Linked DNA regions of Pan troglodytes: region 2 is linked to region 1. The links are chromatin contacts, called in public capture Hi-C maps. All regions are on one chromosome and are shown on one strand. Each heading gives the region's core, a stretch centred on a gene start, on an enhancer-like site or on the middle of the called end of the contact. The rest is flanking DNA. Distances are from core to core; before and after follow the strand shown.

The links. Capture Hi-C pulls out chosen DNA fragments and counts their contacts.
Region 2: a contact with region 1 is called in a capture Hi-C map of stem cell-derived neural stem cells, with 5 times the contacts expected there. The contact joins two enhancer-like sites. A contact is called at or near these places in 6 of 7 Hi-C or Micro-C datasets (blood, induced pluripotent stem cells, a lymphoblastoid cell line and 2 more) and 1 of 1 other capture datasets (stem cell-derived neural stem cells).

What each region holds. Positions count from the first base shown.
Region 1 is chr11:24,790,284-24,792,968 of NHGRI_mPanTro3-v2.0_pri, reverse strand. No RefSeq gene overlaps it. Among named protein-coding and RNA genes, the nearest start is that of RGS3, 190 kb to the left of the region's middle. Within about 2 kb of position 1,373, at least 11 of the 24 cell types and tissues checked have an H3K27ac peak or open chromatin away from gene starts, as enhancers often do. A contact at or near this core is called in stem cell-derived neural stem cells, where this site is marked.
Region 2 is chr11:24,990,250-24,992,934 of NHGRI_mPanTro3-v2.0_pri, reverse strand. No RefSeq gene overlaps it. Among named protein-coding and RNA genes, the nearest start is that of RGS3, 7.0 kb to the right of the region's middle. Within about 2 kb of position 1,359, at least 3 of the 24 cell types and tissues checked have an H3K27ac peak or open chromatin away from gene starts, as enhancers often do. A contact at or near this core is called in stem cell-derived neural stem cells, where this site is marked.

The sequences.
Region 1 (2,685 bases), core at 124-2,623:
CCTAACAGTGTTGTTGGGAGGATTAAATGTCCTAACACCCCCAGAGCACGGGGCAGAGAGTAATTGCTCATGAATGACACAACTGTCCAAGGTAGGTTGCCCAGCCCAAGGCCTTGTCTTTTTGGGACAACTGGCTAAATGAGATCCAGCTCCCACTGTGGCTTCCCAGGCATCTCTATTCATGCCACGGTGGGGAGATGGACGCCCGTGCTTGCTTTATGTCCCTGGGCCTCTTCCTCCTCCAGCACACGGGATGACAGCACCAAGCCACCACCTTGACCTTGGGCATGGACGCAGCTGGCTGTGGCCACTGGGTGGAAGCATTCAATTGCAGATGCTCCAAATTTTCCCTTGCTCTCCTCCTGGCCTGGTACCCAGGGGCCACGCCCAGCCAGCATGGAGTTGACTCTGTATGAGAAATATATCTTTATGGTTTGAAGCCTCTTGGATTTAGCAGTTGTTTTGTTTCCAGTATAACCTTATCTATTCCCACTGATAAAACAGGGTTGCCCTGTCCCAAGCTAAGGCTCCTTGGAATGCTCATCTAGATGAGGGTCAGTCTTAACTGCAACTTTCCAAGCATCTCTGAGTCCCAGCCAATGCCCTCACTGTGTTAGAAACCTCCATGCTTAGCTCCGCCGGCCTCCGCAGCCCCCTTGCCCTGGCCAAGGGCCACTCTGAAACATGATAACAGAGAGGGCTGCCTCGTTTCCCCAAATATAGGCTCTTATCAGCCTCATTCGCCCTAGGACATTTGGTCATTGTCTTAGTCTAGACATCAAAATTAAAATCTCTTATGAGCTCATATTCTGGGGAAGTTGGGTCAGGCTGTGTCAGGGCCAAAATTCCTCTGCCTCCGGCCCAGCTGCTGCTACAGCAGAGATGAAGCTTGTTGGAAGGGAAACTAGGGATGAGGGACGGAGCCTGGAGGGAGAGCCAGAAAGCAGGGCTCTGCTTCTCAATGTGTGATCTTGGAGAGTCACTTTTTGTCTCTGGGCCAAAGATGAAATGGACTTGCCTTTTCCTGCCTTGGGGCCTTTGCACAGGCTGTTCCCTCTGTCTGAAGCTCTCACCACCTCCCTTCCTCTTCACCTGGTTAACTCTTGCTCAGCTATCACATCTCAGCCTAAAATACAGGGTCATTGTGCTCAAGGAAACTTGAAGGCCTGCTGCCTTCAGCGCAGACACCTTCCTTTAATTGTGTCCAGAGACTGTCTCCTTGCTAGGCTCAGAGCTCCACGAGAGTGAGAATCTGTCTGTTTACCTCTCTGTGACTCAATTAAGTCTTGCTGAAGGAACGAGTGAGGTACATCAATCTGCTCCACGAGAGCCTACAGCTCCCTGGCACTTGGCAGGAGCTGCAAGAGGGCCCCCCTCGTCTCTTTTCTGCTCCCTCTTCCTGCTTGCTGGTGGGTTGGAAATCCTTGGCAAGGATTAAGTGTGTCCTGAGTGACTTGGCCCTTTGCTGCCTCCTGGCGTCCACTTCCAAGATAGCCGTCCTCAGATGCTTCTCCCACTCGTGGAGGAAAACTGAGTGTGGCTTCCATGTGCTGTGATCTCGTTCATTTCCAACAGTAGCCTTGTGAGAGAGGAATGATCATCCCCTGTTTGACAAATGAAGAAGGTCCACATTTGTTCATTTGTTTGTCGAATAATGACTGAGCACCTATTATTTGCCAGACACTTTGTTGGGAGCTGGTGCTTCACTGATGAACGGCAACGCGCTGCCTCATGGAGCTTACGTTCAGGTCTGCAATAGGGAAGGCAGATAGTAAACAAGTGAACAAACATTTTGTGTGGGCCAGGCGCGGTGGCTCATGCCTGTAATCCCAGCACTTTGGGAGGCTGAGGCGGGCAGATCACTTGAGGTTAGAAGTTCGAGACAAGCCTGGCCAACGTGGCGAAACCCCATCTCTACTAAAAATACAAAAATCAGCCAGGTGTGGTGGCGCACGCCTGTAGTCCTAGCTACTCGGGAGGTTGAGGCAGGAGAATTGCTTGAACCTGGGAAGTGGAGGTTGCAGTGAGCCAAGATCGCACCACTGCACTCCAGCCTGGGCGACAGAGCAAGACCCCGTCTCAAACAAAACAAAACAAAACAAAACAAAACAAAACAAAATCCATTGTGTGTGTGTGTGCACAAGCACACTCAAGATGCCAGGGGACAGTGGCTGGGCTTTGGTGGTCCAGATGTTAACTGACTTGTACAAGATCACAGAGATGCAGCTAGATTTGAACCTGGTAGTAACAATTGTAGCTAATAACTCTATAAGCCCTTGCTCTGCCATGTGCTGCTGAACTCAGCGCTTTTTACATATACGCTACAACAGCCCTACTATTATCCTTGTTTTGCACATGGGGAAATAAAGCACAGAGAGCCTAGGTAGCTTACCCAAGGTCACTCAGCTGCTCAGTGGTGGAGCTAGGACTCAATCCAGGCAATGTCGTTCCAGAGCCTGCCCTTTAACACTGTAAGGCAAAATTTAGAAGTTTTGACATCCAGGGCCTCGCGGATGATGGCCACAAACCCAGTGTGCTACTCTCCTCCCAGCCCAGCCAAGTAGACCATCCTGGACAGTCTCCTGCCCTCAGATCATCCAAGATGACTGTATAGCCTCCTGTCCCATGAGTTGGAAAGGATGGGGAGGAGAGGGTGCTGTGGAGGGCCCCTATCCTCAGGAATCC
Region 2 (2,685 bases), core at 110-2,609, 200 kb before region 1:
TATATAATATACTCATTATATGATTATATAATATACTCATTATATGATTATATAATATACTCATTATATGATTATATAATATACTCATTATGATTATATAATATAATAAATATATATATCTTCCATGTCTTTACTTCACATACTCTTTTTTTATTTTTATTTTTAAACAGGGTCTTGCTCTGTCACCCAGGCTGTGATCATAGCTCACTGCAACCTCAAACTCCTGAGTTCAAGCCATCCTCTCATGTAGCTAGGACCACAGTCATGTGCCACCATGCCCAGCTAATTTTAAAAGTTTTTGTAAAGATGGGGTCTAAGTTGCTCAGGCTAGTCTCAGACTCCTGGCCTCAAGCCATCCTCCTGCCTCAGCCGCTCAATGTGCTAGGATTACAGGTGTGAGCCACCACACCTGGCCTACTTAACATGTCATTTCTCGGTTGGTTTCTATTGATTTTCTCCTTATTATGGTTCATATTTTTTTCTGCTTCTTTGCCATACCTGTTCACTTTTTATTAGATACCAGATTTAACAAATTTTACCTTTTTGGGTTCTAGATATTTTTATATTCTTACAAGTATTCTTTAGCTTGTTCTGGGATGCAGTTAAGTTACTTAGAAACAGTTTGATCCTAGCTGGGTGCGGTGCATGCCTGTAATCCCAGCACTTTGGGAGGCTGAGGTGGGTGGATCACTTGAGGTCAGGAGTTTGAGACCAGCCTGGCCAACATGGTGAAACCCTGTCTCTACTAAAAATACAAAACTTAGCCAGGTGGGGTGGTGCACACCTGTAGTCCCAGCTACTTAGCAGGCTGAGGCATAAGAATCGCTTGAACCTGGGAGGTGGAGGTTGCAGTGAGCTGAGATCTTGCTACTGCACTCCAGCCTGGGCGACAGAGCGAGACCGTATCAAAAAAAACAAAACAAAACAAAACAAAACCAAAACCAAAATCAGAAACAGTTTGATCCTTTTGGGTCTTGCTTTTAAGCATTTTTTTTTTTTTTTTTTTTTTTAGATGGACAAGTACAGCATTTAATCTAGGGTTGATTATTCCCCACAACTGAGGGAAGACCCTTCTGAGTATTCTATCTAATACCTCCTAAGGAATTAGAAGGTCTTTCCACTCTGGTTGATGAGCTTAAGAACTATTCCTGGCCCTGTGTGAGCTTTAAAGATTGTTCCCTGTAATTCTTTGGTGGTTCTTTCCCCAGCCTTGAGATACTTTCCTCAAACCCATGAGCTCATTAGCACTTAGCTGAAGTTGTGAGTGGGGACCCTCTGGAGACCTCTGGGGCCCTCTCTTTGTGTGACTGTCTCCTCTCTGGTACTCTGCCTTGGAACTCTAGCTGCCTTGGCCTCCCGAACTTCTCAGTTCAGGGATTTGGAGTTGGCCTGAGTTCCCTCTCCCTTTTGGAAAGTCTCTCCCGGGAATAAGCTGGGCTGATCACAGGGCACAGCTTGTCTCTTTTCTGTTTCTCAGGGATCACTGTCCTTCATTGCCTGATGTACAATATCTTAAAAACCATTGTTTCATATATTTTGCCCAGTCTTTTAGTTGTTTCAGGTGAAGGGAAAATCCAGTTCCTGTTATTCCATCTTGGCTGGAAACAGAAGTCTATATTGTTTTTTAATTTTGAAAAACGGAGGGCCTCTGGAATGTAGGATTATGCCAGGCCAAGTTGCTCATTATCAGGCCAGGAAAAGCAGCTCTTGAAGAGGCTGAAAGGGCTTCCAGCCTAACTGCGAGGGTGCTGAGTCATTCTAGCAGAGACCGGGCACTCTGCTTTTCTGGCTCTTATCAAGTCTTTAGCTTTTATCTTTGGACTCAACTTACTAGTTCACATTCCTTTGGTGGTGAAGGTTTGGTCTCTTCCACTTTGAAGCAGTATCTCTCCGCTTACACTTGAAATCTTGAATCTTTTACTTGGTTCTCTTTAGTCCCTGTTTGTGTATTTAGGTCACTAGAGGCTTCTACATCTGGGGCACATTAAAGTTCCTCAGTGGTATTTACAGCAACCAGCATCTGTTTCTGTAGAGAACAATTAACCCAAAGATACTACCTTGTTCTACCTTGAAGATGAATTACAGAGACACTTTTAAAAGGCAAATCCTTCATTTCAAGGGTGAATAAAATACCACCTAACAAAGCATTCCAGCTGGTTAAATTTAGGACATGAAAAAAACCTGACCTAAGAATATCGTCTGGCTTGGAGTCCAGGGTGTTTTTCCTTTTAGAGTAAATTTGGTACCTTTTCATTCATGTGAAGTTGTTGCCCCCCAGCATTTTATTCTGGGATGAAAGGTCAACAGGGACTGTCTTGTTGCTAAATCTAATGGACACTTCTCAGTTATTACACCTACTGGACCTCTTAACAATATTTGACACTGTTGACTATTATTTCCTTCTTAATACATCCCCTGACTTTTCCTTCCCCTTTCAGGCCTTTCTTCCTCTGCCTGTTTTTTCAGTTGGTACTACTCTTGGTTCTGTCCTGAGCTTTCTCACATTAAACATTCCCTGTGGGCTGTCTTATGCATGCCCATGGCCTCACAGGGAATTCCTAAATCTATATTTCTAGCCTAAGTATTTTTTGCTGAGCTTCAGACCATTATGTTCAACTGTTCACTTGACATCTTCACTTGGATGGCACATGGGTCACCCAACCTTAGCAGGCTCACAGTTGAACT